5 separate regions of the Mus musculus genome follow, and regions 1, 2, 4 and 5 are each linked to region 3. A link is a contact called in public Hi-C and HiChIP or PLAC-seq data. All regions are on one chromosome and are shown on one strand. Each heading gives the region's core, a stretch centred on a gene start, on an enhancer-like site or on the middle of the called end of the contact. The rest is flanking DNA. Distances are from core to core; before and after follow the strand shown.

Evidence for each region. A called contact is a pair of places that touch in the nucleus more often than the background predicts. HiChIP or PLAC-seq counts read pairs in DNA pulled down with a chosen protein or histone mark.
Region 1: a Hi-C map of cerebellar granule neurons shows a contact between it and region 3, with 1.7 times the contacts expected there. The contact joins two enhancer-like sites. A contact is called at or near these places in 5 of 484 Hi-C or Micro-C datasets (ECoMG-derived neutrophils, bone marrow-derived macrophages, cerebellar granule neurons and 2 more), 4 of 115 datasets of contacts at active chromatin or transcription factors (bone marrow-derived macrophages and embryonic stem cells) and 1 of 9 other capture datasets (embryonic stem cells).
Region 2: a Hi-C map of bone marrow-derived macrophages shows a contact between it and region 3, with 23 read pairs. The contact joins two enhancer-like sites. A contact is called at or near these places in 1 of 484 Hi-C or Micro-C datasets (bone marrow-derived macrophages), 4 of 115 datasets of contacts at active chromatin or transcription factors (acute myeloid leukemia, effector CD8 T cells, embryonic fibroblasts and 1 more) and 1 of 9 other capture datasets (embryonic stem cells).
Region 4: an H3K27ac HiChIP or PLAC-seq map of T-cell acute lymphoblastic leukemia shows a contact between it and region 3, with 5 times the contacts expected there. The contact joins two enhancer-like sites. A contact is called at or near these places in 1 of 484 Hi-C or Micro-C datasets (brain), 8 of 115 datasets of contacts at active chromatin or transcription factors (T-cell acute lymphoblastic leukemia, astrocytes, bone marrow-derived macrophages and 4 more) and 1 of 9 other capture datasets (embryonic stem cells).
Region 5: a contact with region 3 is called in a Hi-C map of bone marrow-derived macrophages, with 18 read pairs. The contact joins two enhancer-like sites. A contact is called at or near these places in 5 of 484 Hi-C or Micro-C datasets (B cells, bone marrow-derived macrophages, embryonic stem cells and 1 more) and 2 of 115 datasets of contacts at active chromatin or transcription factors (embryonic basal ganglia and large pre-B cells).

The regions. Positions count from the first base shown.
Region 1 is chr13:44,671,627-44,675,893 of GRCm38.p6, forward strand. No RefSeq gene overlaps it. Among named protein-coding and RNA genes, the nearest start is that of Gm40931, 37 kb to the left of the region's middle. Within about 2 kb of position 1,850, at least 76 of the 459 cell types and tissues checked have an H3K27ac peak or open chromatin away from gene starts, as enhancers often do. A contact at or near this core is called in bone marrow-derived macrophages, cerebellar granule neurons and cerebellum, where this site is marked.
Region 2 is chr13:44,580,843-44,585,200 of GRCm38.p6, forward strand. All of the region lies in intron 2 of Gm40931 (a long non-coding RNA gene), which reads right to left. Among named protein-coding and RNA genes, the nearest start is that of Gm34276, 14 kb to the left of the region's middle. Within about 2 kb of position 2,064, at least 43 of the 459 cell types and tissues checked have an H3K27ac peak or open chromatin away from gene starts, as enhancers often do. A contact at or near this core is called in bone marrow-derived macrophages, where this site is marked.
Region 3 is chr13:44,291,270-44,295,577 of GRCm38.p6, forward strand. No RefSeq gene overlaps it. Among named protein-coding and RNA genes, the nearest start is that of Gm29676, 33 kb to the left of the region's middle. Within about 2 kb of position 1,627, at least 50 of the 459 cell types and tissues checked have an H3K27ac peak or open chromatin away from gene starts, as enhancers often do. A contact at or near this core is called in T-cell acute lymphoblastic leukemia, bone marrow-derived macrophages, cerebellar granule neurons and 2 more, where this site is marked.
Region 4 is chr13:43,903,256-43,907,867 of GRCm38.p6, forward strand. No RefSeq gene overlaps it. Among named protein-coding and RNA genes, the nearest start is that of Gm23117, 33 kb to the left of the region's middle. Within about 2 kb of position 3,191, at least 25 of the 459 cell types and tissues checked have an H3K27ac peak or open chromatin away from gene starts, as enhancers often do. A contact at or near this core is called in T-cell acute lymphoblastic leukemia and regulatory T cells, where this site is marked.
Region 5 is chr13:44,759,273-44,763,459 of GRCm38.p6, forward strand. All of the region lies in intron 1 of Jarid2 (jumonji, AT rich interactive domain 2), which reads left to right. Among named protein-coding and RNA genes, the nearest start is that of Jarid2, 30 kb to the left of the region's middle. Within about 2 kb of position 1,714, at least 14 of the 459 cell types and tissues checked have an H3K27ac peak or open chromatin away from gene starts, as enhancers often do. A contact at or near this core is called in bone marrow-derived macrophages, where this site is marked.

The sequences.
Region 1 (4,267 bases), core at 600-3,099, 380 kb after region 3:
GGGATACGTTTGGGGGTGATGATAGTGTAGAGTGCTACAATGGGTGGAGTGTAGATATCAAAACATGGGGGGGGGGGGTCGGGGGCTCAAGAAAGATGGATGACTAGGTGTTTTGGTTTGGTTTGATTTGGTTTTTGGTTTTTCAAGACAGGGTTTCTCTTTGTAGCCCTGGCTGTCCTGAAGCTCACTCAGTAGACCAGGCTGGCCTCGAACTCAGAAATCTGCCTGCCTCTGCCTCCCAAATGCTGGGATTAAAGGCTGAGCCACCACTGCCTGGCTGAGACTAGATTGTGTGTGTGTGTGTGTGTGTGTGTGTGTGTGTGTGTGTGTGTGTGGTTTTTCCAGACAGGGTTTCTCTGTGTAGCCCTGGCTGTCCTGGAACTCACTTTGTAGACCAGGCTGGCCTCGAACTCAGAAATCTACCTGCCTCTGCCTCTGCCTCTCAAGTAGTGCTGGGATTAAAGGCATGCGCCACCACACCTGGCATGAGACTAGTTTTTTTTTTTTTTTTTTTTTTTTTAAGGCAATGAAATTCTTCTGTATAAAACTGCAGTTTAGTATGTGGGGTAGTTTTGCAAAAACTCAGAAAAATAACATCCTAAAGTAAACTAGAAGCATAGTCACAATTTCTTGCAATAATGCAAGGTGTTGAATAAAAAGAAAATGGGGGAGGGATGACAGAAAGCTGTAAGATTATCATAATTTTCCCATAAACCTCACCAGAAGCTGCTCTAGAAATTGCCTTTTAAACTAACATTTTAATGGAGAGAAATTTTAAAACTCCATTCCATGGGAGCTGGAGAGAGAGTTTATTGGTTAAAGGCTCCCAGCACCCACACCTTAGCTAACAAACATCTCTAGCTCCAGGTCCAGGGGATGCAACAACCTCTTCTGGCTTGCTCAAGCACCAGGCACTCATGTGGTGCACAGACAGACATGCAGACAAAGCACCCATACACACAAAACAAGATTTTTTTAAAAAATAACTTTTAAACAACTCTAAACCAGCCATGGAGGCGGACACCTTCAGTACCAACCCTTTGGAGGCAGAAGTATCCGTATCTCTATGAATCTGAGGCCAGCTTGGTCACACACAAAGAAACCCTGTCTCAAAAAAACCAAAACTGAATAAATAAATAAATAAACAAACAAACAAACAAACAAACAATGTTTTATATACACACACACACACACACACACACACACACACACACATATATATATATATATATATATATATATATATATATATATATATCCAGCAAAGAATTTATTAGAGAGAGATTGTGTTCTTGGCAAGCCTGGGGCCCTGAGTTCAAACCTTAGCACCAGCAATCAATAGGTTATTTTTCTAATAACAGGTTTCAAATTCCCAGGAGAACAAACAGATGAAAACTGACCTTCCAGGTCTGAGTTGAACTCCACTGCTGTTTTGTAGCTCATATGAGGCCCTCTCCATTCTCCTCCACACTTTGGTCATACCTCTCTGTCTGATCTTGGCAGCAGACATCTCTCCGAGAGAGTTTGAATAAACAGGATTACAGATGTCAACGTGTGTCCGTCAGGGCTTCTCACCTAGGTGTCTGTGGACCCTCTTGGCCCTGATCTCAAGATTTTCACGATCATCCAGACATCAATAAAACCTGGCATGTATATACACACATGCTTTCTTCCTGGGTAGAGGGGTCTGTTGCTTCCATTAGATTTTCAAAGGAGTCTGTGACCTAAAAAAAAAAAAAAAAAAAAGTATCCCGACCCCCCTTTTCTCTGTAATTAATTACAGAGTGTTTACAGAGCTTTCGCGGCGGAATCTGTCATTAGTGGCTCGGCTAACTTCCCCCTCTGCTAACCTCAGCACTGTCCGGAGGCTTTACGGGGGGTTGAGTTTCTATGAGGTTTATATGGGTTTCGTCTCGCTCCAAAGGAAGGAGTGGGTGAGGACCATGCCACCAGAGACACCCACGAGCATGAGATCTTCTCTGAGGGAATCTGAGCTCTCCCACAGCCCAGCAGCAGGACAGAGGCTGAAGGACCAGTTCGGCGACTTGCTGTCTGCTTTCCACTCGACTGATAGCTAGCATATGGCAATTTATGCTTATGAAGGTGATGATTCATCCCTAATCCTTTAAAAAAAAAAAAAAAGTCAACCCTATGTGGCTTTGGCTCTCTGCCCCAAGTGCCCTTCTGTTCTCCAGAATGTCTGCGTTGTCACCTGCCGCTGCTTTGGGTATCACTTGCTCCTTGGCATCACGGCTCCCGCAGGCTCGTTGGCTGGGTCTGTGGCACTGGCTCCTTTTCTCTTTGCTCCTCCTTCGGCTTCTCTTTTGTGCTTTTTCACGGTTTTGTTTAGAAACGAGCTTCACGCTGTAGCCCAGGTTGACCTGAGCTCACCGTGTATCTTACCCTGACCCTGAACTCACGGGGTTCCTCCTGCCTTAGCCTCTGCGTGCTGAGATGACAGGTGAACCACCACACCCGGATTTGACTGCTGCCTCTTCTCTTCCTTGCTCAAATGTTCCCTTAGCTCTCTCCTTACACCTCCATGGCTCATCAGGTAGACGTGCTTGCCGCCAAGAATGAGGAACTGAATTCTACCCCTGGGACTCACATAGCAGAAGGAGAGAACTGGCTCCAGGATGTCCTCTGATCTTCGCGACATGGCTGTGAGCATGCTCTCCTGCACTCACTCACACGAGCAGGAGCGAACACACACAGTGTGTGAGTTTAAACTTTGAAAGAAAGTACGTTGTCTTTATTGTCAGCTTGGTGATACTTAGAATCGTCTAGAAAACACCTCAGACGTGTCTTTCCAGAGATGTTTAACTAAAGAGAGAAGAGTCACTTTGAATGTCCATGGCATTAGCATTTTTCAGTGCTCCAGGCTGAATAAGAAAGAAAGAAGCAGGAAGCCAGTAGGTGCTTGCTCTCTCTCTCTCTCTGTCTCTCACTCTCTCTGTCTCTCTCTTACTCTGTCTCCCTCTATGTCCCTTTCTGTGACTGTCTCTGTCTCTCTCTGATTCTCTCCACTCTCTACTTCTCCCTCTCCCCCTCCCCTTTCCTTCTCTCTTTCCTGTGAACACAATGTAACTAGCCTTCTCACACCTCATTCAAGTTAGCTCTCCCTGCCTACATTTTGTGTCATTGTGGGGACTGAGCTGAAATACATCCTTCTTTCCTTAAGTTGCATTCCTCAGGTCTGTAGTCACAAGATGGGGGGGGGGGGAGGGGGAGGGAGGAGACGAAGAAGAAGAAGAAGAAGAAGAAGAAGAAGAAGAAGAGGAGGAGGAGGAGGAGGAGGAGGAGGAGGAGGAGGAGGAGGAGGAGGAGGAGGAGGAGGAGGAGGAGGAGGAGAAAGAACTAGAAGCCAGGGAGGCAGCTCAGTGTGCAAAATCACACGCCGGGAGCTTGACCACCAAGACCAATTTCAGGAAACCAGATAAAACAGCCAGTGACTGACAATGGTGCAGGTCTATAATCCTGGCATTCCGAGACAGAACTATCCCAAAGCTAGCAGGCTAGTAGCCTTGAGGGCGAGGCACAGCAAAAGGATCAAGAGAGATCTTACCTTAACAAGATAGAAGGTGAGGACCGACATAATTCATTAAATAATTGTTTTGTTCTAAAGAAAGGTCAGAGTGCAGCTTTCAGGGGTCACTTCTCTCCTTTCTACACAAGGGGGTCCCAGGGATCAAACTCAGGTAGGTCATCAGGTTTGGTGGCAAATGTTCTGCCCAGAGTCACCTCCTCAGCCCTGTGTTTGCTTTGATACAAGGCCTCATACATTCCAGGAATTCTGGGGATACAAGGCCTTACACTTGATATGTTGGAGAGAATGACCTTGAACTTCGGATCCTCATGCTTCTCCCTCCAGGTTACTGCAATTACAGGCAGGGGCCACCACACCTCGTTTTATAGGGTGCTGGGTATTGAACTCAAGGCTTCGAGAATGGTAGGGGAAAACCTCTACAGGCTGAGCTATATTGTAAGCCCCTGGTTTTATTGTGGCTATTGCTTCTTAAGTGTCTCTTGCATTCTTCCTCTATTTCCTTTCTGGAGGATTCATTGCTTTTGTTAAAATGCAGCCAGCAACTTATCTGAGAGCTGTAAGACTTTTCCTATATTCTAAACTCTCAGTAGTTTGTGAATTGGGAAGGTGGGGAGGAGAGGAATCAAATAATAGAAGAAGACTAGGATAAATTATATTCAGTAGAATTTAGAGAGCTAGAAATAAAATAGCCCTCTCCACTTTATGACTGCTCTCCTTGGG
Region 2 (4,358 bases), core at 814-3,313, 290 kb after region 3:
CCCTTTTCCCTCCTCTTCGGATGGCTTATGAATTATTTCAGCCGTTAAGAAACTTGTAAAGCCGAGGGTTCAGAGAAGGGAGACTAGCGCTGCTGGCCCAGCACACATAAAACCCTGAATTCAAGCCAAGCACAGCACCAACAGGGTGTGGTGGTAGCGAGCACCTGCAGTCGTGTTCCTGGAGACATTCAGACGTTCAAAGTCATCCTTGGCTGCAGAGCCACTTCTAAGGCCACCCCAGAGTACAAAAGACTAAGTTAAAAGAGTAAGAAGAAGAGGAGGGAGGAAAAGAGGAAGAGGGAGAGAGGGACAGAGAGGGACAGAGAGGGACAGAGAGAATAATAAAATAAACTGAATTAAATAAACACATCACAGCCGAAGCGTACTGACTTGAATAGGAAAGGGATATCACACTTCCACTTATATTTTTTTGCCTCTGTCTTCCCATTTTGGACCCGGGCCAGGTCACCACTTTCCATGCCTTAAATGTTTGTATCCCCTTCCGTGCTCAGTGCGTAATAATAAGAGATAAATGAGCCTAGCAGCCTTAGGAAAGAAGTGAAGATGAGGGCTAGTCACACAGACCCTGCCTAGGAGAGCGGAGGGAGCAGAAGGCAGAGGAGGTCTCTATGAGTTCGAGGCCATCCTAGTCCAGATAGTGAGTTCCAGGACAGCCAGGGCTATGTAGAACCAAAACAAGGGGAGGAAGAAGAGGGAGGAGGGACGGAGGGGACCAGCAGTTTCCTCTCTGTGTGCACCAGCATGCATGAGCACAGACACCCCCTCCCCCGCACAAATACACAACACACCCGTACACATAATAAAAATAAAGAAATCTTTATTTTTTAAAAATTGTACCAAAAATTAATCAGTAACCTAAACAAACTTTTCTACTATTACCGTTTTGATCAATCTTAAACCCTTAAAGCTTTAGAGAAGAGTGAGTATATCCCTATACCCCTTTAGAATTTAGACATTTGTTTTAGACACAAAGTCGGGTAACTTCATTTCTAGACAGATAAGCCTACCTAAGTACAAACTTCTGACACGAGAAGAATCCAAATGGGTTTTCCTTCAAAACCCAGTTCATTAGAGGCCTCCTCCTCCTATCACTTGCCTGGTGTTTCACTTCTGCAAGCTTGTTTATTTCCACGACAGGTTATCTCGGGAGTTTGGGTTTCTGTCAATTTTCTTATCCTCTCTCCTCATCTGCATTCAAGGTCGCCCATCTCTACACACCTGCTTAGGGGCCCCGGAAACTTATTACTGCTGTGGTCAAGTCACGAAAGGAATCCTCTCCCCAAGAGACAATTTCCTCTACATCACCAGTGCCTCTTGTTAGGATAAAAATAACTGTGGCCTCCACAGCTCAGCCTGGCTATTAAGGGTTGCCGTTGTTATTTTGGCTCAGCACCCCAGGGCAATGACAGAATTTATTTTCTGGAGGTTCGTTTTAACCTAGCAATTAGTGCAAGGGAAGGTTCTGAAGCAGTAGCTGGAAACCTAGTGTTTCCATGCGCCTCGTTCTGGGTTCTAGGGAAAAGACGGCAGAGAAAATTGGACTTTTGCTTTCTTTCTTTGGCTCATTTCTAATTCCTCTTTTGTATTCGGAAAGCAGGGCACGCCCGCGTGCGTGTGCATGCGTGCGTGCGTGCCTGTGTATGTTCGGCCTGCGGTTTTCACGATCACAAACGTGCAATTGAAAGATTTGAAGAATTGGAATGTAAGCCTTTTTTTTATTATTATTATTCCATCCTAGCCTGGGTCCCCACATCCCTAGATCCCCAAGCTCCTCCAGCCCTTCGGGACCACCTCTGGCCTTTGATGTGCTAATCTCAGGCTGAGCATTGGTTGAAGCTGCCTCTAGAGCTCCTGTAGAGATGGCTGCAGTCTTCAAAGCCCAGTGTAGTCCTGGGCTCCCAAGGCAAAATAAGTTTGCTTTTTACACTACCAAAGAGAAAAATCTGAACAAATTGGAACAGGATCTTAAGCAATAGAGAGGGGCGCTCTCTCTGCTTAGAAATAAGAAACTAATCAATGCTATCAACGTGGGTTCTCCCTGTCCTCTCACTGTAATCATTTCCAGATGACAGCATGCATATGATTAGGGTCTCCTGGCAGCTCATTCCTCTCCCAGGGCCCTGGAAGGGAGAGCAAGAGGCTCAGTGGCTGGAGTCCAAGATAGGAACTTGCTAGCAGGTAACACTTGACCCTGCACTATGCTGAGGAAGGTTCTGGCAAGAAAGAAAGGAAAAAACAAAACAACAAAAACAAAAAACAAAAAACAAAAAAAACTCTCATAGGTTAAGACTTCAAATGATGCAACCATAATTCATTAGCAACACACACGATTGGCAGGACTCTCCTGGCTTCCTGGGAGAAGAGTTGTGGTACCTCTAACAACATCAGCCGTTAAAGTCTGTTAAAGATTGAAAACCTCGCAATACCAGTCTGTTAATTGTGATGAGGAAAGGAGACAGAGATGGACCAGACAACTTAGGGACAGAAGCCTGTATTCATGTCCTTGACCAGAAGTTGAACATGTCCTTGGATCTGTCTGGACAATGGACCCAAGCTTGCAGGAGCCTGGCATGTGTGTGGGTGAGGCAGGGGGTTAGGGGTGTCCCCTGGTCTGCTTTTCTGCTACCTCTCTAAATGAGCACCTGTTCTGAGAGTCATACATGAGCGAATGATCCAAACTCCAGCCCCGACACTCATGCCTTCCAGTGAGCAATTTTGGATTAGATCTCCAGATTTTCATGAGGGGGAAAAATGGGTCATACATATTTCTTAATTTCAGCTCTGCCTCTAAATCCTTTGGAGTCTCGAGTCCCGAGGGAAGAGGATTGTTATAACAGCCTTAAATGCTGACTCAAAGTCTTCGAGTCAGCTTTGAGCACTGCCTCTTGCTCCCCCTAGTAAGACTGAAAAAGTACATCACCTTTGCGGTTCCCTGGGCCTTCCAGTCAAAAAAAAAAAAAAAAAAAGAAAGAAAGAAATGCCCTGGCCCTGTGTGTAGACATGATATCCTGCTCTGCTCCAAGATAAGAGCATCACGTACTATCTTCTCCTCTTTCTTAAGACTTAATCCAGGGCACTGGAGAGGTGGTCCAGCTTGCTAATCTTCCAGAGGATCCTAGTTTGGTTCCTAGAACTCACACCAGATGGCTCACAACCTCCTGTAACCCCATCTCCAAGAGAGCCAGCGCTGGACTCCACAGGTAGCCACACAGACACCATACACATAAACAACAACAACAACAAAAACTTTAAAAAATCCCAGCAGGTCCTGCCTGTCACCTGGACAAGAGATCACCCTCATGAAGGCTGATTCGCCTAAGCCCATGGTAAAGAGATGGGCGATAAACACCCTAAGCACTGCCAGGTGGCCCGAGTAACTTTCTCTTTTCCTTCCTTCTGTCTTTTCCTTTCAGACACTGGCTAAAGCCTGGGGCCCTTTCCTTGACCCTCAGGGCCTTTGTTCTCTCTCTAAAGCTGCCCACACCCCATCCTACCTTGCAGCTCTGCCATGAGCTCAATCACTCTGCCTGCCTGCCTGCCTTCACAGACTCCACTGGAAACCCCGTGGCTTTCTCTCTTCCTCTTCTCAGTATCTTCTCTCCTGACGGACGCCAGAATTTACGGCTTGCCTATCCTGTTGTATTTCTCTCCTGGGTGTGGTACGACAGATGGAACCCTGGAGCCAGAGCTTTATGCTTGTTCTATCACAGTCTTAGGTCCTCATTCTCCGTCTCTGGTTCATCTCTGTATCTCTGTGTCTGTCTCTGTCTCTGTCCCTCCTCCTCCCTCTCCCTCTCCCTCTGCCCCTGCCCCCTCTGGAATCTATGACCAGTCTGGTATTGTCTCCCAAGATCAAGGAATTTGAAGAGGGCTGGCCTCTCAGATCTGGGCTCTCACTTCCTGTTCCTCCCTGTTCTCAGTATCACAGACCCCTCACCTCCATTTCCAGAGTCACTGTAAGTACACGCCTCCTGCCTTTCAACCAGACTTCCCAAAGGTATGCAACCCGTGGATCTGAGGATGGGCAAAGGAGGGAGCCCATTCCATCGCTCAGGTCCCCCACCCCCACCCCCCAGCCAGCCCTGATCCACCCTAATCTGCTCAGCACCAGGGTACCTACCACCTGCCTATCACCTGAGGCCTGGCCCCAAACTTCCCCGGGCACCTCCTGACACTCCTCACCTCTCCCCTCCATCACTGCACACACTTCCTCGTCTCTTCTTGAGCAGAGCTGTGCAAGGATCTCCTAGATCCAAATGAAGAGATTTGCTGTCACATTTCACCTACAAAGCAGTCTCTCACTGTCCTCTGCCAAGCTAAAAGCTACTTAATGTCAC
Region 3 (4,308 bases), core at 377-2,876:
GAGCGTGAGACTTTGGAGGACATTTCATATTCAAACAGTCCACATGTTAGAGTCCATTAACGGTGATGTCTCACAGTTACCCAAATTGATTTCTCCACATCTGACCAAACAGCTTTCCAGTCCCTCTCAGCCACTCACTGTGTCCTTCCTCACCTTTGATCCTAACTCTTTCCTACCAGGTAAAGGTGGCCAAATATCTGCTCGTTTCAGGTCAATGAAATGCCACTCACTCTGTGGGATTTCCTCTAACTCTGCCTATAGAAGCTGCTTTCTGCTTTTCCATGTGTGAGGTACACACTACTTACATGCATCACGTGGAGACCGCAGTGTTCTGTGTAATCACAGAAAACTTGACATGCACAGAATCCTTGATAAAATACTTCCAATTTCTTCCTTGAGAGAGAAGGTCCTGAGAACACGGCTCATTCTCTATCCATGTGTGTCCTTCCCAGAGCACACAGCATTGAGCCTTGCCCTTAGTAACAATCAATAAACATGAGTTGCATTACTTAATTAACGTTTCTGTCCACTCAATATAAAATGTCTGCTTGAAGACGAAGGCCCAGCAATGAGAAGGCTCACTGGGAAATCAATACTTCAATTTTTATGTATCCAATCGGTGTCATATGATACAGTAGATAAGGTGCTATAGTACTTATCTGCACACATCTGTGAAATGTCTCCTCTGTCTGCCCTCCCCACCAGAAACTTGTTGACTTTGGAAAAGTCAGTACCCACTTCAGGAACTAATTAATTAATTAATCAGTAAAAATAAGGGACGGAGCTGTACCTGAGGAGTCTTCTGGCTGGACAAGCCAGTATCTCATACATGGCATGGTGCTGCAGAGGTATTGAAAAATATTAGACACAAGCTATCGAAACCCTTAGCACGTGAGGTCATACATCTATTAGTTAGCTAGATTTATCAATGCACAGTTAACACGCATATCAAAGCACACATACACATATATATCGTAGAGGCATACAGTTTTGAGTTGTATAAACCCTTATGGAACTCAAACCGACCCATAGATAAGCAATGCCAAGAAGCCACTATGTCACCTAGGGTGAGATAACAAGAAGAGAAGGTTTTGCTACCAGGGCCCAAGGCAGAGGTATGTCCCTGCAGAGGATCTGCCTGCTCACAAGGACCACATTGGCTCTCTGAGTGACAGCTAGCAAGGAGTATTTTAGCTTCCCCTTTCCTCTACAGTTATGGATCAAAGCTGGCTATAAAACATTCTGTGCTGTTGTTCTGAGGCTGATGCTGTGCCGTAGAAAGGAGCAGGTCTAAAATCACTGTGGCTACTATTTAACCTCAAGGCAATGCCCAGAATACCCAGATACCCCTGCAAGAATCACCACAGGAAGAAACGTTACATTTGTCACATGCATCCAATGTGACCTTGGGTCTCAGTGACCTCATCTTTCTCAAACTATTTTCCTGTACTTTCAGTTTCTCTTGAAGGAAACGCTGACATATCTGAATTACCGACATCCCTAGCTTGTGCTCTGGGAACATTATTAAGTAAAATAAGACTCATTTGAGCTCAGGCTCTGCAGCACCTAGAGTGTGAATGTGAGAACAGAGGCAGCTACCCAATGGCAATCAGGCAGGAAGCTCACACAGAGAGGGTACACTGAGCAAAGGAGACTTCCTGTCTCAGGCAGGACACGTGGGATTTTTGTTATGCTGCTCAATAAATGCACAATACAAAGCTGATGAATTGAGCCGGGCATGGTGCATACCTTTAATCCCAGCACTGAGAGGCTGAGGCAGGAGAAGCTCTGAGTTCAAGGCCAGCCTGTTCCACAGAGCAAGTTCCAGGACAGCTAGAGCAACGCAGAGAAACCCTGTCTCAAAGAGAAAAAGAAAGAGAGAGGGAGAGAGAGAAAGAGAGAGAAGGAGGAGGAGGAAGAAGAAAAGGAGGAGAGGAGGAAAGGGGAGGGGAGAGGAGGGGAGGGGAGGGGAGGGGAGGGGAGGAGAGGAGAGGAGAGGAGAGGAGAGGAGAGGAGAGGAGAGGAGAGGAGAGGAGAGGAGAGGAGAGGAGAGGAGAGGAGAGGAGAGGAGAGGAGAAAAAGCTTACAAGTTGATCCTGGGGGGTATAGATCTGGGGTTGAATGCCTGGCATTCACTAGACCCAGAATATGATCCCTATCAATGTGAAATAAAAAAAAAATTTTTTTAGTTCTTTCTAGAATTTTCCATTATTGGACTATGAATGATGGAGAAGGACTGGATTTTTTTTTCTGTAATTGCTCTAATAAAATGGGGCATGGTATCTGCCTCATTCTTGTCTCCACAGATATAGGAGTAAGCCCTTAGTGGTGGAATATTACCCAGTGCTCACAGGTTTAGAATCCAAGAAGATAGCCAAATTCTCAATTAGAATAACTCATTGTGGGTCTGTTCATGTTAAAGACAGCCAACCTTTATATTGTCAGGACTCATAAAAACAGGGTGAATTTCACTTTAAACAACAACAAAATCCCCACTCTCACTTAATCTAATGTATTGGGAGGAACATTTTCCCAACTTCCATTTGAGTTTAAAGGGCCTCATCCAAGCTGCTTCGGTTTCCTGCTCTCAACAGGGTAAGATCCAAAATACACAAGAACTGTCAAGCGAGCCAGGAAAATCACGTGCCCGCTCCTACAGTCTACCAAGCTGCCATTAGCAACAAGCTTTACTGCACGGGCTCGCCGACACCTCCCTCCCCTTCCCCATGGCTCGTTTCCACAGCTCTGCCTTCTCTAGCATGCCAGGTCAGTATTGAGGAGGAACCCAAACCACAAAGGACCAAAAAGCAAATATTTTTGCCCAGAGCTAATGTAACAAATTACACGCAAGATCTAAACTGCAAGAACCTTTTAAACGATGCGAGTCTACCCAAACATACAGCATCCCATTTGCCAAGACTTAAAAATTAAATTAAATCTCAGTGGAGGACCCCTCGGGGATTTATAGAACTAGGATTCTGGTCTCAACAGGGCTACAACGCTGGCTTTCTGTTGCCAGTCAATGTCCTGCATACATAAGAAACGAGCACATACGGGGCACACACAGCTTCATGCAAGACAGGTTTCTGTGCATGATCAGAGACTCATTTGCAATGGCTTCCAGCAAGTGCTCAGTTGCAGTCTGGAATGGTGCGTTCCGACTGCCACCTTGACTAAGTTGACATCACCGAGGGGGTACATCTTTGGTCATGTCAATGAGGACGTTTCCAGAAAGATCTAACTGAGGAAGGAAGGCCCACCCTAAGCTGGGCAACACCATGCCGTTGGCTGGAATCCCAAGACAAGAAAAGGGAAAAAGGAGAAAGCCAGCCAAGTTCCACTGTAGAGGGTGGTTCTGATGTTAAGATCCTATTCCCCAATTGGTTCGTGAATGATCAATAAAGATGCTCGGGGCTAATTGCTGGGCAGAAGGAAAGAGGCAGGACTTCTGGGTCCCCAGAGGCAGGTTAAGAGTCACTGGGGAGGAAGGGAGAATTTGGCTATGCTTCAGAAGGAGAAAAGGTGACACAGAGACTGTAGGCTGCTTCTCCAGGGAGGAGGTTAGAAACATTACTAAGCTGAGGGCAGATTTAGGATGCTGAGCTGGGACTAAAGTTAACTGAGCAATTGTGTGTCTGTGTGTGTCTGTGTGTGTCTGTGTGTGTCTGTGTGTGTCTGTGTCTGTGTTTCATCCACAGATCTGAAAGAACCTGGGTGGAGCCAGTAGAGTGGTCTGCCTGGGGCTTAAAGCAGGGTAGCAAAAACTGCATGCTACAGTCCACCATTCAGACCTCTTCTTCCACTCAGATGTAAGGCGTCCTGGCTACTTGCTTCTGTTATCACAGAGCCACCCACCACTGTGCTTTCCTGCCCTGATAGTCAAGAAGTTCTCAAACAATGGACTAAAAGCAACTCTTCCTGCCATGGATTGCTTCTGGTCAGGAACTTGGTCATAGTGACCAGCCAGTCAAGTAGCTAATACGGCTTTGCTGTGTCATATATATGACTAAGCAACCTGTTAATGGCAATCAGGTGAACACATAGAGCCGAAGCCACATTCTGTTTCTGCCAGAAGCAAGATTGCATCTGACTAGGGAAATAGGTGGTGTCACGTGTGGGGGTTTTCTGCTTCCTTGGTGAGCACCTTGGTAAGTTCAGAAGGGGAGCAGTACAAATGCCCAGTAGAAGCCTGATTCCAATTCCTAACTGGGAACACGGCATCTTTCAGAGTTAATGCTATCCTGTGGGAAGCCAGCTGATGGAAACGTTTGGACATGGCAACTTTAGAGAGAGTCACCACCTTGATGA
Region 4 (4,612 bases), core at 1,941-4,440, 390 kb before region 3:
TAGGTGTGGGGTCTGTGCCAATCTGATACTCAAAGTGCAGAGTCAATATGGGAAATTCTTATAAAGGAGATAAGTCCCAGAAGAGCCCAGGTTGTATCGTGTGCTATAACACTGTGTTCTCCTCTGACCCCTGTTCCTAAGACAAACTGGGGACAATATCTAAGTGCCACCTTTCACAGCTAAGGAATCACTGTGACACTGAAAAAAAACAAAAACAAAGAAACAATAAAACACCTACCATTCCAGGCTTCTGTCAGATCTGGGAACAGAACTCAGGTTGCCAAGGACACATGACTCCCACACATGGCCATGGCCAGCATCCAGCTGCCTCTGTCTTCTCTTTTGTTGGCATCAGTTCAGGTCAGGCCTTGTACAGCCCTACTAAAAGGCAGTTTCCTACCATTCTGGCACCCAGTGCCACCTTCTTTGAATGAAGCCAGCTACTTTTTGGTGTAGGGCATTCTCTGCCCTGGGGATGCTTGCTTTTCCTGAAGTCTAGCAGACATAAGCTCAGGCCTCTGAAGCATTAATAACCATTCTTGGTCATTTCCCCAAGTATTTAATGTGGCAACTTATCTGAAAAGTTTAGTCAAGGACTTGATACTGAGTCTTTAAGACAGATCCATCAGCTATTGTTCTTAGTGTATTTTCTGATTATAATAAATTTTGTGTTGGTCTCCGGATTGCTGCTTCTAGGCGACTATCTTGAGTCTTACATTAGATTGTCATTTCTGTGAAAAGGAAGACAGCATATATATTCTACTGATATGTTGCCCATTGCATTGAGGGTAGGCCTGGGGTTTGGGGACACTATCAATAACAGCTTAGGAAGGGATTAGAGGTGACTTACAGGGGACTTGGCTTGCTTTTCCATAAACCTATATTTATGTCATGCGCAGATGATCTGAGCCAGCCCTGTGTTGTGATGCTCTTTCCCAGAATGTCACACTGGGGACATGTTTTCTGCATGCAGATGGATGTTTGTATGTGTGGCAGCTTCACGTTACACTTTTATTTCCATTCCAAAGCATTTGTTTCTTTTCAGTAGTTCCAGAATCAACAAAGGCTGTTAGGGTATTTGTCACTCTCTCCCTTTCTCAAAGAGGACAAAGGATGGAGGCATTATTTTGGAGATTAAAAGGATTCTGCTTGCCCTCCTCACAAGCTCAGCTCCAGGGTAATTGTTACTGTGGGGGAGATGGTCATCGCTCCTGAAAGGGACACAGGATCAGGTGATATGTTGATGGAGGCCAGCTGGATCTTTGCAAGGAGTGTCCTCTGGTGATCCCAGCTGTTTTTGTTGAGGAAACAGGAGTGTCCTCCTGGCTGAGAACATCAGAAGGTGACAAGAGTCATGCAGGGTTATGGAATGATGTCAGCAGGTGTCCCAGAGACAGTTTCTCTTTCTCTCTCTCTCTCTCTCTCTCTCTCTCTCTCTCTCTCTCTCTCTCTCTCTCTGCTGGTCTGCTGGAAGCTTTCCTGGATCCAGTTGCTCAAAGCCTGGGTGAAGGACCCCTTTTAGCTGAGGCTGTAGCAATGCCACTGGTCAACCTCTTAACCCCTAAGACCAGCTAGCAACTCCTTGTGGAGAGGTGCTAATAACCACTTCTGCATGCATGCATACATACATACATTGTGTAACTGCACTCAATAATGTCTGCACATGTAGGTCACGGGCCAATATCTGGCATCTTTCTCTATTACTCTCTAATTTTTGAGACAGGGTCTCTCACTGAACCCGGAGTTCACTGATTGGCTAGACTAGCTAGCCAGAGAGCCCCCAGGAGCCTTGTCCCTGGGCCTTCCTCTACCCGAGCCCTGGGGTTGTGGAAGTACACCACAATGCCCAGCTTTTTACATGGCTGCTCACATCTGAAATCAGGTCTTCGGGCTTCTTGTGCCACCTCTGAGCCATCTCTCCAGCTTCAGGAACCACTTTACAGCTTTCTGTAGGATAGGCAGGACAAGATCTTTTTGGTGTTAACTAAGTTTGCTTCTTTTCTATGGCCTCTAGTATGTCAGAGACCTGTGGGAGATGCAAGAGCCCAGGACCAAGAATTCCAGCATGCAAACAGAGCCCCTGAGAATCCCCTGAACCCATTTCTATTGTCCCCTCATTGCTACAGTTTCAAAGATGAGACAGCTCGCTAGGACTCTCCAGAATTTTACCTGCGACTTTCCCCCTGAGCTTCTTATAATAGCTGCAAAGCCAAATTAAAATGCAAAGGGTGCAAAAAAATATATATATATAGTTTTGAAATGTTCTCTTTGTTTATTTTGGTAACATTCACTCCAGGGGTTAAAAAAATAAAAATCAATTCCTTGCTAAATCAAGATACTCCTCTTTCTTCCAGGTTTCATTTTTTACCTCAGGAGGTATGAAGTTTTAAAATGTGTTCCTAGGGCAGGGTTATGTTCCTCTGGATACTGTCATATTATCCCCAGACCTCTGCTGAGAGGTTCTTCTTAGCCTACTGCCTGTCTCCTCACTCCTTTGGTCCACAAATATGTTTCCTAGGTTTCCAAAAGGATGCAAGGCTAGAGGATAGAGATGGAGAAAGGGCTTCTTGGAGGCTGTTTCTTTGCAACAGGCAGGGTAGAATCAGAGGAGTCCCTGGCAGGCCCAGGGACCCTCCCCAGAGCCCATCCCTCACACGCACACCCTGGTTTGTACCATTTCTTTTCCTTTCGGGCTTCCTGGTGAAACTCAAGACTCCTTTCCCTTCCTTCCTCCCCACTTCTGCCTCCCCCACATCCCTCTAGCCCAAGAAAGCTTTAGTTACAGAGTGGAAATGGCCTGGATTTTTCTCCTACAGTGTTTGCTGTCCCCAGTGTCATGCTCCTTCTCCAAACAGTGCCTCATGTGTGGCTGTACAGGGTAAGCTGCTCAGACACAAGGATGTCCACGGGAAGTGATCTGCAACCACAGAGCGCCCACAGGCTTTACAAGGTATTGTGAGACTGCTCGCCTCTCCTTATTCCCCCGCTATAGCTGCCTGTGGGACACAAGACACATGGGCTCAGATGATTTTACAACCCCTGCGTAGGGTCACATACAGATCATCAGGTAAGGTGATGTGACTGTCCTCATCACATGTCCGGAAACAGGTTGTTGTTCTGTTTCGTCTCAAGGCATCAAAGTCAGACCGTGTATAACCAGGACAAGGAGAACAAAAGGCAGCCGCAGCTTTAGTCCTCCCCACCCCAATCTGTGCTTCCCCATCTGAACCCAATGAGCAATGGAAGACGCCCAGCAAACTGAGATGGGGAGGAAGTGGGGGGGGGAGCAGCCCCTGAGAAAGTGAATGAGGTCTTCTATGAAGACAGAATTATGCTGGGGGTGGAGCTAAACCCAGTCCTCTGGTTCTGAATCTTCGTTAACACTTCTAACGGGTCGGCCATGCCCAACTCTTTACAGGGAGGTGGATTCTGGTTACTTAAATAATTTGCTCCTGGGGCACCATAAAACCTTAGACCCGGAGCAGAGCTTAACAATCTAAACTGACTCTTTCTTCTGTTGCTATCGGAGTCTGTCTCCGTGCCAGCAACAAATGCAGGTTCTTGGGCCCCCCTGCCTCAGACTTAACTGAATTCCGTGCAGACCAAATTTATTCTTTTTCTAAATTGGAACTCAGCGACTGGTACCCCCAAATGCCTAAAAGGCCAGATGTTTAACACAGAATTTAAGGTGCCTGGCCTTCCGTTGTCTCCACCCATCTCTAACAGAAAGAGATTTTCTACAAAGGCCCCACATCCTCCCAAGATCCCATCTGCCCACAGAGAAGCAGAGTGCCCTCTCAGGCTGCACACACAGCTCTATTAACCAGAGAAAACGCAGCTCAGATCCCAGGAAGATGGCTGAGATTGGTGAACACACCTGGGTGGACTTTTCATCACAAGCCATAGTTTGGTCTATAGAGAATCTTTCCCAAACCACTGTCTCGCATCCAGGCCAAATAGACTGTCACAGGCCACAGAATACTCTCTAATGCACACTACTGGGTTTCCCTGAAAGCCATTTACTATTTTTCTACAAACTTTCTGCGTTTCCCCACTCCGCCCATCTATTCTCCAAGAGGAGTTCTTCAGTTTCCATCTACTCTCCAAGAGGAGTTCTTCAGTTTCCAAATCACGGTTAGCGCTTCCCTGCCTGTAATAAATGCATGAATCTTTCCACGGCTTCCTTCTTTTTAGTTGAGACTAGCAATTCTTCAAAGAGTGGAAGGGAGTTCCCCTTCAGTTCTACGACCTCATACATGATCCTCTACGGGCTCTACGTGAGTGTTTCTATTTCCAAGGAGCTGGGTTGCAGAAACAGGCAGCTGGCTATGAGCCCTAACAATTGGATGTGTCCTTGTGTCAGTGAGATTAATCTAACTTCAGCGACTTCCACCTGCTGGCCTTGGCTCCATCCTGTGACTACAATTCAGAGTTATAGCTGACTCGGGATCCCTGGAAATTGGGCTAATTATCCCCATGTAGGAGTTTGGTAAAAACTGAATACAAGAGGCTAAACCGGGAGGGAGGCCAGCGCTTCACATTTTCCTTTCAACCAAATAAAACAGCAAGATTAAGGGCTGTCCCCGGCATTTGTGAGATTATGATAAATATC
Region 5 (4,187 bases), core at 464-2,963, 470 kb after region 3:
GTGGTCTCTGGGAACTGGCATTAGGTTACAAGTTGCTAGTATTGGATTGCATGAACCTTTCTAGTAGTGTCTTATGTGATAGAATAAAAAATGGGTTTTCTGGGTTACTTGTCTGACTTTGGTTAATAGACCAGAAGAACACAGAATGTTTGCTTGGTGCCTGCTAGGAGTTTGGACCACCCCAGGACTTGGGACAGTAGGGAAACTGGCGCTTGGGGTGACAGGTGAAGAGAAGAAAACCTTACCCAAAAGGAAGTATCACTCTTGTTTGTGCTCCCCTCCAGATGTGTGTGTTTGTGTGTTGGGGGGGTGGTATTATATTTGTGCAAGCCAGAGATCAACATTGGTCGAGTGTCTCTAGCCATCAGTTTTATTTTTAGAGATTATGATCTCATTGAGCTTAGATAGAGCTCATTGGTTAACAAGATTGGCTTGCTAGCCAGTTGGAGTACTTTGCCCCAATTTCTCCCCAGCATCTTAGTTACAGCACCCTAGACTGTCCAATCTGTGTGGGCACTGGGGGTCTGAACTCAGATCCTCACACTTTCAAAGCAAGAACTTTTTACTGACTGAGCTCTTTCAGTTCTGAACATAGAGCTGTTGGTGGGAAATTTACCTGCACAGCTTCTTCATTAGACACTGATACTTGTTAATTTAAAATCCGCTGTAATAATTGGAAGCAGCTGTTGTTTCCCTGCTGACTAGGTGGGTGCTGGAGTCATGCTTTTGAATTAGCTGGACTTGGACTGTTCGTATTTTAATTAAAGTCCCATTTTATCACTTTCTACCGCAGTTTTTGCCTCTCCAGTGACCTGGATTCTACAGTAATAGATTTGAATTATATGAATATCTCAGTAGAAAGGTATATAATCTTAAGTTCAAGGACTTGCAGTTGATGTTCTTATTAAATAGTGAATATAATAGCATGGTGATTCCCTTTTCTTCTCTGAACCTTGCTTCTATATCTATTTAGTCTTTCTATTTAGTTGATACTGTCTTATGTGGGGATATTGATGTATTAACCTAATTGCTTCTGTCACTGCTACCAGGGAAGTCACTGTGTGAAACGGGACAGATGATTTTCTGCTTCTCTTTGCCTAATAGAGTTTGTACATTAAGTTATGAATAATGGGGTTTAGGGGTAGTGGGGATACTTTTTTTTTTTGGTTTTCGAGACAGGGTTTCTGACAGTGCTGAGATTAAAGGCGTGCGCCACCACGCCCGGCTTGGATGCTTCCTTTCTTAAATGGAGAAAACCCCCAATTGTTGGAGAGAAGCTGCGGTTGAGAGCTGTGATGCGTCCTCTGTTTACCCCGCAGCTTAGGTGGGAAGGTTGGCTGGAAAGTTGCATGCACTCTTTCTCCATGACACGAGCAGGGAAGGGATGTGCTGCCTTCTCTTCCTCTTGGATCTAAGAACCGATCCTGGGTGAAAGTTATGAGGAAGTGGTTCTGGTTAATTTTGTTCTTCCTTTTCCCTTGAGTTTTGCTTTTGCAGACTTGTAGGTTAGAGCAGTACAGATACATTAGGATCCATGTGGCTGTTTTGACCAGGAATCAAGGATTCCTGGTCTATGCTCCATATAGGAGAGGTCTATGGTCTAATGGTTTGGCACTGCTCTATACTGAGCGCTGGGAGTGGAACTGGAGAAACTCTGAGCCCTGCTTATATATAGGTTTAGTCAGTTGCAACAGTGCAGCAGGCCCTGCACACTGCTCTACTAGAAGAAGTTGCTCAATGGTGCACAAACTGATTGATTGCTATGCTTAAGTAGAGGACATGTGGTGTGTCTTGTGCTGTATGGAATCCTGTTCTGAGTCTAAATCAGCAGTCCTTGACTACTTATAACAGCCTCTTGGAACTCTTATGAACCATGAGGTCAGAAAACTACTACTACAAAAAAGTCATGGCCAATGTTTCATATAGGAGAGCTTTTGAGTAGAGTTAATACTGTAGCACCTCAAAAAATAAATAAAACAGAAAACAGCAGTAAAAACTTGAGCAAATGGAGGAAGGAAGCTCCATCATGACACTGTTACTGGCCAGTGAAAGAAACAGTGTACAGATGAGGAGGGAGAAGGTCTGGGGTCCCTTGACTTTAGGAGTGGTTGGACTAGGAGTCGATTAACTCCTTTGTGTAGAGCTCTACCTTAGGACTTAAGTTTAGACCTGCTTGAATGGCCTTATTTTGCTTGAGATTTTCGTATAGAACTGACCATGAAATGGGCTAGGTAGGGTGGAAAATAGTAAAAGTTATTTTTTTTTCTTTTTTCTTTTTCTTTCTTTTTTTTTTTAAACATGGAAACAAGAGCTGGTCTCTCAGTGCAGAGACCCAGAATTATATAAAGCTATTTTTTTTTAAAGATTTATTTATTTATTATATGTAAGTATACTGTAGCTGTCTTCAGACACTCCAGAAGAGGGAGTCAGATCTTGTTACAGATGGTTGTGAGCCACCATGTGGTTGCTGGGATTTGAACTCCGGACCTTAAGAGCAGTCGGGTGCTCTTACCCACTGAGCCATCTCACCAGCCCTATATAAAGCTATTTTTATTGGATATTTTCTTTATTTACATTTCAAATGTTATCCCCATTCCGCCCCTCCCCACAACCCCATCCCTCCTCCCTTTGCTTCTGTGAGGGCGTTCCCCCACCAATCCACCCACTCCAGCCTCCTGATCCTCGATTCCCCCACACTGGGGGCCTTCATAGGACCAAGGACCGACCTTTTCTCCCATTGATCCCCCGACAAGGCGTATGCAGCTGGAGCCATGTGTACTCCTTGATTGGTGGCTTAGTCCCTGGCAGTGAAAGGTATTTCAGCTCTAGTATAGAGAGGGCTTTCCTTGAAGAAGACTCTTACCCTAGAGTAAGGATCCCAGACTTGCTTTTTACTGGGAAGAATGCCACCCCAATGAAGCATGAACTGGAGGTTTCTAGCTGTCGTTCTTAAGTCTTGGCTGGGGCTAGGATTCCCCCTATGGTGTGGGTTATTTTTAACTTTTTATAATCTTAGGACCACACAATAAGTAAAGGGGGTAGGGGCATTCACAAAAGCCATGTCAAGGACGAGGAAGCAGAAATCTCAGATCTGCAAAGAAAGTGTGAAGAGGGAAATTGCTTTAATTCAACCCCCCTCCTCAACAAATGATGCTACATACATAATGTAATCTGCCTGTCTGTCTGCCTGTCTGCCTGCCTGTTTTAGACAAGGTCTTAATATGTACCTATGGTTGTCCAAGGACTCACTATATAGACTAGTATTACAGAAAAGCGCTAAGCCATTAGGCCCTGACTACCTGTTTATTATGGACAATAGCCTCCTTTTCTCCCCTCCACTATTCATTTAAACACCTTAGCTGTGGCCCTAAATGTTTGTTTTCTGGTGCATATAAAAGAAGTTCTCTAGTATACAGACTTAACATTTAAAGTTCCTGGTCCTGGGATGTGTGTGTACACTTCAACATTAGCAACCACCAGAATGACTTGTGAAATCACTTGAATCCTGCTAGTTGAAGCACTTGAATCCTGCTAGGTAATACACATCTTTGCCTACCGTGTGAGTGTGTGAGTGTGTGAGTGTGTGAGTGTGTGAGTGTGTGAGTGTGTGAGTGTGTGTGTGTGTGTGCGCACACGCACGCACACACGTGCACACACGTGCACGCACGCACGCACGCGCATAGTGTATAAATTTGTTAGAGACAGATACTTCTTTGTCGTCCTGGGTAGTTTGGAGCTTGCTTCCATCCTGCTGCTACTGGGTCCTAAGGGCTGAGATATAGGAGTGCCACCTCCATCCATTTTCTATGGTAGTCTGGGCTCTGAAGTCATGAATATTTATGCCTTAAAGTTTCTTCACTGCAAATTTAAGAGAGCATCACTTGCACTGATGCACTGCCTAAGACACTACTACGTATGCAGCAGTTCTGTCTCCTACCCCGTGTGTATGTCTGTGTATCAATCTCCTGCATGCTTTGCTGTCTGCAGAGACCAGAGAGGAAATCAGATTTCCTGGAACCAGGGTTAGAGTTGGGTAGCCGCAGTTTGGGTGCTGGGCCTTAGTTATGCACACTAGCACTCATCCACCTGCCTCTTGTAGACTTGACTAAGCTCACTCACAGAGACCTGCCTGCCTGCCTCTGCCTCTGCCTCTGCCTCCTGAGTGATGGATCAAAGGTGCAGACCAC